2 separate regions of the Oryctolagus cuniculus genome follow, and region 2 is linked to region 1. A link is a contact called in public Hi-C data. All regions are on one chromosome and are shown on one strand. Each heading gives the region's core, a stretch centred on a gene start, on an enhancer-like site or on the middle of the called end of the contact. The rest is flanking DNA. Distances are from core to core; before and after follow the strand shown. Region 1 overlaps LOC103349348 (a long non-coding RNA gene). Region 2 overlaps TCF4 (transcription factor 4).

Region 1 (5,595 bases), core at 2,937-5,436:
TTTTATATTCTTTATACTGCATTCATTATTTATATTTATATATTTATTCAATATAATATACATTATATATTATTTATAATAAATATAATATAAATTATGTGATCCATATATAATATATAAATATAATATTATATATTTTATATAATATATAAATTTTATATAATACATAAATATATAATATAATATAAATATTTATATTTATATATTTATATATATTAGTCACAGTTTATATTAGGTGTCTACAATCAGTGTGTACTACTTTCATCATTAGAAAAAAAATCATTATTCTCAAAAAATTCCTAGAATTAATCTTACTTTTGGTCTAGTACAAAATCTTGCTTTTTTGTCTAGTAAAAAATACTTTGATAAGTTGTTTTGTTTACTTTTTAAGGAAGAATTTCACAAATCTACTCCAACACAAGCCTCAAAGTAATAATTGTTGGCAGGGCAGTAGTAAATATCAGGCAAAAATTGTGTATATTTATTTTAAAATTGGTTACGCTATCTCTATTTTAAAACACTGAAGAAAAAGAATTCTCTTAGCCGCTCAAGGTTTAAGTAAAGCCACAAACCATGTTATATTTACATCATTGGTATTAGCTCATTTAAAAACTACACAGCAGGTAATTTGCCTTAATTTCTTGCAGTTTTTGAAAGTACTGATGTTTGATCTCAAGATCAAAGAGGTGGAGATAACTTTCCATAACCACCCAACCTTTCCAAAGCCCCTTGCTTGCTTTTGTAGTTGGTTGTCCTTTCTCAAGAGAGTCCTACAGATTCAGACTGCTGAGAATCCGTGCCTTTCCCCCATGGCCAGCCCCAGGCAGCATTGTCAGAGAGCTGAAGGGAGACCAGCCCAGTGTCTGATGCACTCCCACTTTCTTCAAATCTTTCTCCTGCTTCCACCTCATGAAACGTTGCTAACGTTCCTAAGCATTTTGTGCAGGGCTTTGGCCCCTGCTACTTTATTTCACCATCACAGTACGTAGCCTTGTTATTTGCCTCATTTTACAGATGAGGATGCTCAAGCTCAGAGTGGTTAAGTAAGCCGTCAGGCTCACACAGCGGGGCGCAGGCACCACTCACGCTCAAAGCCACGCTTTTTTTTTTTTTTTTTTTGAAAGCTGTGCTTACTCTCGCTGGCTGAGGTTGTTACTGTTACTTTGGAGTGTCTTTCCATGCCTTTGAAATGGAATCATTCAGATTGTCTATTTTACACCTAACATTCAAATTGTCTTCAATTTGAGACAATCGGAAGCTCTTTAATTTTCTCTTCAAATCGTGGAAGTTTCCTGAAGAACATGGACGTCTGCTTAATGATATCTAGAAGGTCAATAGGTTTAGACGAATTCGGGCATCATCAGTGGCCCCCAAATCAACACAGTTTTCCCATAACCGAATGATGGACCACTGGCTTGTCTTTCTGTGGGTTTAGCCTCATTTCCCTACCAGTCTTGCCTACTGCTCTCTGTGGCCAGTCAAGATTTAAAAACACTCATTCCCAAGGAATTCTTCTTTATCCCAAACAATTCTAATTCTGCTCCTACTTAGCTCTATGCCTTCAGGTAGTTTACTTTGGGCTGCTGAGATACAAGTCACTCATCTGTTTAAAAACAGAAATAAGAATATCCCCCCCCTTTTGTGTTGGGGGAAGATTAAATGAGATAATGTAAGTAAAGTTCTTGATCCATTGGCTGGGTGGGATGCGGGGGTCAGATGGGGCTTGTAAGGTGAGCATCCTCTCTCCTTTTCCTGTGCCTGTTCCCAATTCTCTATGTGAAGCCACTGTGTGCCATACTAAGGGTTTTGCTTTTCTTCTTCCCCAGGAACACTTTGTATTTCTGGTTCCTTTTCTAGGAGAACTTCTTTTTCGATCTCATACTTGTCAATTCTGCATTCCACCTCACAGGAAGGAGCAAACTCCAACAGGGTTAGGATATAGCCAGTAACCCGTCGCTTCCATTTCCCTTTCCACTGAAACCCTAGCAAACAGAAAACCAAACAGAAAAAGAGCCCAGCGCCTGGGACTCAGGTGAGAGTGCCTGGCCAGTGCTAGGTCTCGTGGATGGCACACTTGCTTATGGTGAAAGTGACACAGCAAACCGCAGGCGCAGATATTCCCCACGCAGGGATACTGAGTGGAAACAGTTTTGTTGTTGTTGTTGTTGCTGATTTGCTGATAAGGAATTATTCTTTGGTGGTTAAACCCAAAAGAATGACGGGGCTAAAAAAAAGCCTTTAGCTTCTGGACTTAGGAAGTTTCCGGGGATATGAGTTGTGTTCTCTGACAATTTCCACACCCTCGGCTGATTTAGCGAAGGCCAAGGGCCGGCAGTGTGTGAAGTTTGTGATGGATCATCTCCCCCAAACCCTCAGGGCCCGAGACAGTTGGTGCTTACGTGTCTACAATTTAGAGTTTTCTGTGTCTTCCTTATGCTGTCGTCTGCCTACGTATCCCACTCAGGACATCATCTCCCTAAAAAGAGTGGAGAATGAGGATCCTCTCCTAGGGGATCTTCCCGGAGTGAATGTGCAAGCCTTCCCGAGCTCAGATTTCGTTTCCTGCAGGTCAGATGGTGCGGTCCGTGGGCGGCCAGAGTGATAGGGACAGCTGTTCTTAAGAGGTGGCTCCCGCCGGAGCCGCCTGGAATTCTGCGGCACTGAAGTGTGAGTCCCAAGCATTTTAATCTCAGATGTTTAATCTCAGAGTCCTGGGCTACGCACAGGGTGTAGTGTCACCATTCAGCCCCCCCGGCCCTCTGCAGCCGGTCCTCCGGCCACGACAAGGAGGTGGCTTGGATCTGCCCCGCTGCAGGCACCTCCCTGGCTACATCTTCAGTTACATCTCGCGCAGTCGTGGCAGGTGCGGCGGCGGCGGCGGCGGCGCGGTCTCAGCCTGCCCAGCTGGACGCGGGTGGCCGCGGCCCTCGCCCGCTGTGGGTGCGCTCCTGGCACTCCGAGAGCGCTCCTGCCTGGGTACCCTGCCGAGCGCACCGCTGCCCTCCTGCAAACCGGGTTCAAGGCGCACTCCCCGCCGCCCGGTGCTGCCCGGACCCCCCTCCAGCCCCGCCTCGGGACTTGGCGGCTCCGGGCACCGGGCAGCAGCTGCCTCTCCGCGCAACGAACTGCAGCGCTACACGGGGGACCTGGGAGGCCACCGCTCAGCCGCCTCCCACCCAGGAGAAAGCCACGTTTGATGAGAGATTTGCGTCAGTCCCAGCGTTTTCGCAGCTACCTCAATTTTCAATTCCACGCGACCGTAGAATTCTTGTCTTTCCCTTTTTGTGGGAAAAGTTTAGACTCAGGCTATTAAAAAAAAAACCCACTGTATTCACAGTCTTAGGGAGGGTGGGTGGGGATGGAGAACTGGTTGCCATATGGGAAAAGAATTATTGACCAGTGTAAGCGAGGTTCTTCATTTTTCTCTTTGATCTTAAGGACTTTAACTATGCCAGAAAATTTAAAGCAAGTATCTCTCAGCATAGAGACTTGATCAGATGGCCCCAGGAAGTATCCCCAAGGGCTAGGGTCTCTGGTTTTGTGATCAGTAGATTGAAATCTAGAATTAGAAATCTATCTTTTCTTTAGGCCGGAAGTGGAGAGAAGAAGGCATGATGTGAACCAAATACCAGTAGTAGGTGGTCTTCTGTCCCTCCCACCATCCTGCGGGCTGCCATTCTGATCCGGGGGTCAGTAGTACAACACCAGGAAGCCAAACACGTGAATTGTCTTGCCATTTAAGATTCTAGTGCCACAGTTCTCTCCATAAATATTGAAAATACAAAATGAATTAGATATTTTGAGTTTCTCTTTCTAGCTTCATGTTTTCAATCCGAGAGAGAGAGAGAGAGAGAGAGAGAGAGAAAGCAACTAGTTCTCTTTTTTAAAACTCAGAAAAATCAATCCCATTGATCAATATGGAAACCCAAAGACCCACCCTTCCCCCCCCCGTGCAAGGAGGCAGGAACTTGGTCTCTGAGACACCCAGGGGGCATCTCAGGGGCAGTGTTAAAGCCAGCTGAGTTGGCTGAAGGCTGACGTTAGGTGTGCCCAAAATGCGGGATGTAGTGCAGTCTTCAAAAAGCATCTAGTGCATTTTTGCAGGATGAGTCACCCTTGTTTAGCTTTAGTGAATCATTTTGTGTGTTGTTGCTTTTGACCCACCCTTTTGCTGGGCTACAAGAGCCAACCCTCTCTCTCTAAGAGGGGGAAGAGAAGAAGCAAGATGTGGGAGCTCCCCCTGGTGCCTTGCTGTGTTCAGGCTGACTGAAGGCACCGCAAGCCAATGCGTCTACACAGCGTAAAAGCAAAACGGAATTGTCTTAAAAGGCCCATTTCTAAGCTGTCACCTTAGGTGGACGTCTTGTTTTGTCAGAGAGCATGTTTACAAAACCACATTTGAAGTGGGGGATTTGGCAGCTGTACTCTGGATCGGATTACTCTTGGAATCCGACTGCATCACTTGGTGCCTAAAATTGTTCTCTTTGTTAGTCTACAGTTATCATTTGACTCGGTCGTTTTCACACACTTCCTTAGTCCACGCGGATGCCATAAAGCCATCACAGATGCCTAGTACCTGGCCCACCTGGGACCCCAGTAATGTCACAGTGACCTTTTTAACACTAGGGGACGGGAACTCCTGTGGACTCTGGTCACCTGTGAAGGTAAAGGTGATGAGGAGAATTCCACTCAGTCTACTGGATACATACGATTTATCTTCATGTGTGTGGTTAGGGCTGCTCCTGGTTCATACTGTGGAGAGAATAAAAAACGTAGAAATATAATCCCTGCCAACACCTGGGCAAATCGGTTCCGGGACAAACTTCAGTGTTTGTTAACATAGTTGAAAGGGATGAATCTACTTTATCATCAGCCTTTCACCTTCTAAGTAAACGCAGAATTTTTCGTTTCCTTTCATTTTGTGTGTCTAACGTTGCTTGAGTGGGAATGCTTAGAAGCCAAAAGCGAAACTGAAGCCCACTCAAAAGACCACCAATTTTAGTTCATCTGGCTCAGAATTGCACATCCTGTCTACACGCTATGCTCACCTCTGCTAATGCCCTCAGCAGCGTGGTCCTCTATCCCACCCTGCCTCCAGCGTTTGTGACTTACTTTTCTCTAGTTCAAGGCTCACCTCTTTCCTGACAATGCTCCCGTGTGCACGTTGCTCCCTTTCCTAACTCTCTTCCCATTTATTGTCTGCGCCTCCCAATGAACTCTCCTTCCAGAGAGCCCCACACTGACATTTCTGCAACCTGTACAGGCAGGTGTGTTCTCTGTGGCTCTGAACTGGGAGCTTCGCAGGGGGAAAGTCACAGCTTTTGTTTTTTTCTGCATCTTCATTGCCGGAGCATGCTGATATCTTCAATAGTTTTCTGCTAAATGCATAAATTGAAAGAATAATCCTGAGGGATCTTTTTTTAATCTCAAAAATTTTCTAAGTCCCATGTCCCTTAAATGAAAAATTGTTAAGTTAAGGAGTCATTTCCAGGAGTTTAATTTATGTATTACTTGTGCTTTGCCTCCACCCCAAAAGGATTTAAGGTGGGCTTAAAATATTATGAAAACTAGACAAGATCATTAATTCTGTTCCTG
Region 2 (6,284 bases), core at 647-3,146, 380 kb before region 1:
CCAATTTGCAGTGAACATCCTCTGGTATGTCAAAAATGACGTTCTCCATGCAGAATAAAAACACAGCCTTAGATACGTGCATGTACCCCAGACAACAATGGCCAAACAAACAAACAAACAAAACCACCAAACCCTCACTCAGAGTCATGCTTAGGAGAAGTACATGTATTATCAAATTAAAGCACAGGAGTTTTATGCTTTATTTTCCAAATGCAGGAAAATCTTTCATTGAAAAAACACTAATTCCACAGAGTGTGCAATTAATCAGTATAATCATGGGGATAACTTAGCTGTTTGGGGAGGTGTGTCAAATAACTCTTTAAGGCCACTAAAGCACCACTTGAACCACCAAAGTAATGATTTTCTGAATCAGCAATTTGTACAAGGGTCCCCTAGAGACAGGCAGGCCTCAGGGCAACCCCAGAATCACTCAACTTACTTCTACTGAGTGACTTACCACTGGCTTAGTGTGAATAATATCTCAATAGTGCTGCCTACCCACTTTTACATTTTTATTGTAGTTGGGGGTTCTATTCTAATTCGATGTTAAGGCTAGAGAACTTATTATTCAGTGTTACAAATACACGTATAAATGACACTTGGTTATCTTCCCCTGGGATTAACAAATGACATATCCATAAACCTGAGAGCCCTGGAGTTTTGTGAGGAGCTCATCTTCAATCCCACTCACTGGCCCACTGGCTTCATAGTGTCTCCTCTCCATCCTAGTCCAAAAGTGAAGTTGCCTTCAGAATCCAGAATCAAACTTAAGTGGGACTGCAACTTAAAAGGGCCTTTCCACCCTGTACTCTCTGTCCATGCTCTGTCATGGGTGGGAAAGGCCCTACAAAGGGTGAAATTTTGGTTGTTTTGCTTCCATTGCAGGACACCTGGCCAGATATAATAGAGACAACATTATATGAGTAAGACTGCTGTCTCGCTAAATATTTTGGAATTTACTAGTGAATTTGAAGAAAATGAGTAGTCTTACTATACCACACAAATCACTTGTAATCCTTAGTTATTTGCTGCTCATTAAATTGTGTCCTAACACAGTCTTAGTAAATGATAAGAAAAAAAGATCAACTTTGAATAAGCAGAGTAGAACAGAAACAGAAGCGAAGGCTTAGTACTGTGTTTTAGAGTGCCTTTATATGCACTTAATTTATATATTGGAGATCTGTGAATTTCACACGAAAGCCTTGGTTTTTAGGCTTAGTTTACAACTAGGAAGAACATAACAATTACCAATATGACACTCAAGATGACACAACAATAAAGGACATGGAAGGCCATGAGACTTTTAGATATGGTATGTGTACATATGTATGTATACTAATATTATACATACATATATATACACACACGGATATGTCATGTTTTTAATCCTAGGAGAAGATAACCAAGTGTCATTTATACGTGTATTTGTAACATTGAATAATAAGTTCTCTAGCCTTAACATCGAATTACCATTGGGCTATTGTCCCCAAACATACAGAGCTGAGAAGCTGAGTTAAATTAGCCCAGAATCCGAAACATATTCCAGGGCACCTTTAGAGCAGACAAAGGGTAGTAAGAGAGCTAACCATGAGATTTACAGAAAAATAATATAGTTTGAGCCACACCTGGTCTTCAAGATCAACTTCAAGAGAACAGGCTCATAGCAGGGAAACTATCAGGTTAACAGGGCCGAACTCCTCAGAGTCCAACTGTCCTGTGGCCTGACTTATTGTTAGGAAGGTAAGGTTCACAGATAAAAATCATGCAAGCCACTGAGTCCGACGCTGTGATGTTTAAGAGAAGCCTCCCATTTACTGAATCTATGAGCATGACTCAATCAGGACAGGAAGGCAGGAAGCACAGGAAGAGGGGTGGGGGGAGCGCGGGGTGCTCAGGCAAAAGCAAGACAGGCAGTAGCCAAAGGAATGACCTCATCCTTTCAATAGTACACAATAAAATGTGTTTCATGGAATATAAGTTCACAGATAGCAACCTCCAATTCTGAAACATGTGAAAATCCTCTGCATAGCTGTGAAAGAAGTCTAAAAACCATGACATTGGGACGCAAATGGGTGGGTGTCGTCTGGCTGGCAGGAGCTGCCTGCTGGAGAGTCAGCAGTGGACGGTCTTCTCCAAGAGTTCAGACATCAGATGGGAGAAACGCTAAGGAGTAAACACTACACACTGGTCACAGGTGCCGTGGGGTGAAGGAGAAGCAGAGAAAGAACACGCAGCACCACCTCCATGAAGACAAGGTGGTAGTGAGCAAAGATGTGTATCTGAGATTCTAAGCAGGATGACATGGTAACAGCTCACAATGGGGTCTTACTATTTGTTAGGATACAACTCATGTAAAATAAATCACAATGAATAAAACTGACACTTGTCTAGTTAAGTACACATTCATTCTATAGAGTTCTGGTCTTCCCCAGCAGGGCCCCAGGACACTCTTCACTCAAGCAATGGCAGAGAGGCCAAACTCGCCTTCTGAAACTGCCCTGAAGAGTTCGATCCAACAATCTGGGAGTAAACAGACCATTAGCAACTGGTTCCTTTGACATCTCATGCTCTATATTAACAAAAAGCAAAACAAAACCAAAAAAAATTCCACTCAAATTACCTTTCCCAGTGTCTGGTGGTGAGCATAGCTTAAAAATGTCTTTATAAAGCATTTGGGTATAAATGTACACTCATTTTCCATGGCAGAACAAATGGAAACTATAAACTCTAACAGGAAGTTCTCTATCAGGGATTACTTGCCACAGCCATTACAGACAAATAGTCACGTTTCAAAATCTCAATCATTGATCCTCCTTTATGTCCCATTCACAGCCCAAACAAAAATCCTCAGTAACTATAAAAGACCAAGAGGGCCAGCTCCGTGGCTCATTTGGTTACTCCTCCGCCTGCGGCGCCAGCATCCCATATGGGCGCCGGGTTCTAGTCCCGGTTGCTCCTCTTTCAGTACAGCTCTCTGCTGTGGCCTGGGAGTACAGTGGAGGATGGCCCAAGTGCGTGGGCCCCTGAACCCGCATGGGAGACCAGGAGGAAGCACCTGGCTCCTGGCTTTGGATCAGCAAAGTGCACCGGCCTTAGTGGCCATTTGGGGGGATGAGCCAACAGAAGGAAGACCTTTCTCTCTGTCTCTCTCTTTCTCTCACTGTCTAACTCTGCTTGTCAAATAAAAATAAATAAATAAATTTCTAAAAATATATATATATATACATAAGGCCAAGAGGAACTATGAAAACAGCAAAAATTAGATTAGGGTAATATGAAATCAGTCACTTAAAAACTCAAGGGGGGTATCTATTCATACTGTATGTTATTTGATAAAGACTACCTATTTAGCAATAATACACCAAAAACAGAATGCCACCTTTATTTCCAAATAACCAGAAATTAATAGCCATACTCAGTACTAAGATACAACTTTGTAATCCCTCAGACATCTGATCCACAATGTAAAACTGAAAACCAAACCACACCAAAAAGACAAACAATCAAAACCACCGCAACCTTGAAAAATAAAACAATTAAGAACCCTACACATCAGTCCGTTCCAATGTGAGCAGCCAGTAGAGGGCGCACATGCCCCAACAAGAGCTGGCTACGGCTAGGCACTCCCCAAACTGGGAAGTGCTAAGTCTGAGCACATTCGAATGGCCCAGTGGAAGGGCACACTATCAGTGGCACTAACAAAACTAATATGCTCAGTTTAGGATTAGTAAGAAATACATACAAGTACACCTTATTATTAAATAATGACTTTATCAGGACTCTTGGCTGAGTCATAGAATTCCCTGCTTAAAAAAAAATTTTTTTATGGGTGTAAACTGAGGCTAGCAAGGATAGTTTGACCAAACTAGTTTTCAAGGCCACTGTAGTTTTCACAGAGCTATAGGACCCATACTAGGAAGTCTATATATTACATGAATTTGTAGAAGCAAATTAAATGTTAAATTTCTAACACAACACATCTTTGGTGCTTATAATAAATTACCCTTGGACCTGGTCTCTTACTGTGTATATATTTTTATGTGCCATATAAAAATCTATTAATTAATATTTGCAATCAAATCATGTGCCACTTTATGGTTGAACTGAGATACATGGTTACCTATTTTTCTCCAGGTTGGTGCCTGATTGGTTACTTGAACATCGTCTCCACTTGTTCATGGTCTATTCTGGGTCCCTCTATAATTGAAATAATTGCTTTGGGGTGTCAGTAGGTTACACCAGAAAAATACCTCCTATATGCATACTCATAGATAGGGCACTGTTTATTTGTTGAAGGAAGTTTGCCAATAAATGTAAAAATCATACATTTTTCTTAGTGCTTTCCAAGCTTATGATTTCAGAAACAATAGCACAAATTCAAAAGGGAAAAAAAATAGTCCATAAAATCACCAGAACAAAACCAACATCGAATACTATCCTATTTACTTTTAAAGATAAAAAGTAAATCCACAGGACGCTAAGTCTCTCATTTCAGATAGTTCAGAGTAAACAGGTTTTTCACTTAAGGTTGAGCTGGGAGGCATGGCAGGACAATTAGCTGCTACTTGTCTGTCCACCAAAATGGTCACTTCAGCCTCACCTCTACTCACCAAACAAAAACAATGAAGCCACAGAACATTTCCAGGTGATTTTTTTTTTAAGCATCCTCCACAGACTTGCGAGATGAAGTTAATTGACAAAACCTACAAACCAGGTGCTTTAGGTTACACATAGGTCACAAAAAATAATACATATCCTTTGGCTGGTGTGGCTACGATTTCTGCAGAAGTTAAAATGACGACGTTTTATTATTCCTAAGCACTCAATTCTGAACTGTTTGCACAATCTGTTAAGTCCAGGCAAATTTAAATGATTCTGACATGCAGCCTGCTAAGGCCAGTGGCGGGGATAATGCCTCTTTACGTGGGTAAAATTTTGTGGCATATAGGTCACTCTCTTAAGGGGAATCAACTGTGTGTCTCTTCTTTGCATTTCCACCACAATCCTTCATCCTGCAGCCTGGAGCTGAGAGTGAAATGCAAGAAAGGAGCCGAGTGCTCAAAGCAAAAATCTGCTTCCAGGACAATCCATTATATCTGACAAGTTAAATGTTCCATGGTAGGCCATATGGCATCAGAGCAGGCCCGACGATGGAAGAGGGGAACTCGGCAAATGCATCACAATTAAGGAGTTTGGCTACAGACTTTACTTTGAATTACTTTATTTTTTAAAATTTTAAATGCTGTCCCCCAAGCTTTCAACAAAAACTCTGACGAGACTATTTTTAAAGAAGGTCCCCAATTTCTTATCTCATGACTGAAATTTCAAAGTTAAAGGAGACATGGTCATTTTCATCAACTGAAGTTTCAAAAGCAACCTGCGTGAACCCTCATTTCCAGAATCTCCAGGCAACTTGTAGACCCTATCTGTTCACTAGACTAGAATATTTAAAACTGATCATTAGAGTCAAACATTTAAATGAAACAGGTAGCACATTAAATGCAATCAATTTCCATTCTTAAGTCTAAAAAATCTTAAATGATGTACAGTTGGAACTAGAATATTCCGATTTTTTCCTGTGGTTTGCTTAACATCTATCACATTGAATGAATGAACTGAAGACTGCCTCAGTTAAATTTATATCCTCCCAACCAATGCAAAGGAACTCTGCACTCCTGTTAATACTATGTTCCAGAGACAAGTGTAAGCTTTCCAATTCACTTTAGTAAACTATAAATAAATATTGCTATGAGGGACAATGTAACAACATAAATAATATTTATTCTCTAATCAAGGTATGCATTTATTATATTGAGGCAGAGGAAGCTGAAATTAATAACTTGACCAAAATAGTTATACTGTAATATGCTATTTTCCCATGCCTTTAAATAAAGAAAAACAATGTTTTCACTTCTCCCAAAGAATTCTCAGGGAAGAAACAGACCTGTAATCATAGCAGGAACAGCTTCTGCAGAAGTGTCCAGACTCATCAGGTACAATGGCGAAACTGTCAACTTCCCCAGTTCCTGGGAATGGCACATTCTTAAGCCAAATTTTTATGTGTGAGTGTGTGTGTGTATATATGAACATGAGATGTACACATTGGGAAGGTCTTCACAATAATGACTATGGTTTAGGTGTTCTCACTGGTTTGCAAACATGAAATTCACAGGGATTAAGAGAAGCACACGTGCACTTTCGAAAAGAGAAGACACTAAGACTCATTTCCCTAAACTATTTCACTCGCCATTTCTCCAGAGGGTCACTATTTCCCTCAGATGCAC

Evidence for each region. A called contact is a pair of places that touch in the nucleus more often than the background predicts.
Region 2: a contact with region 1 is called in a Hi-C map of psoas muscle, with 5 times the contacts expected there. The contact joins two enhancer-like sites. A contact is called at or near these places in 4 of 6 Hi-C or Micro-C datasets (ear pinna, psoas muscle, skin fibroblasts and 1 more).

Annotation. Positions count from the first base shown.
Region 1 is chr10:22,513,677-22,519,271 of mOryCun1.1, reverse strand. The region is part of intron 1 of LOC103349348 (a long non-coding RNA gene); the gene reads left to right. Among named protein-coding and RNA genes, the nearest start is that of TCF4, 190 kb to the left of the region's middle. Within about 2 kb of position 4,186, at least 3 of the 8 cell types and tissues checked have an H3K27ac peak or open chromatin away from gene starts, as enhancers often do.
Region 2 is chr10:22,891,408-22,897,691 of mOryCun1.1, reverse strand. The region is part of intron 4 of TCF4 (transcription factor 4); the gene reads right to left. Among named protein-coding and RNA genes, the nearest start is that of TCF4, 190 kb to the right of the region's middle. Within about 2 kb of position 1,896, at least 4 of the 8 cell types and tissues checked have an H3K27ac peak or open chromatin away from gene starts, as enhancers often do.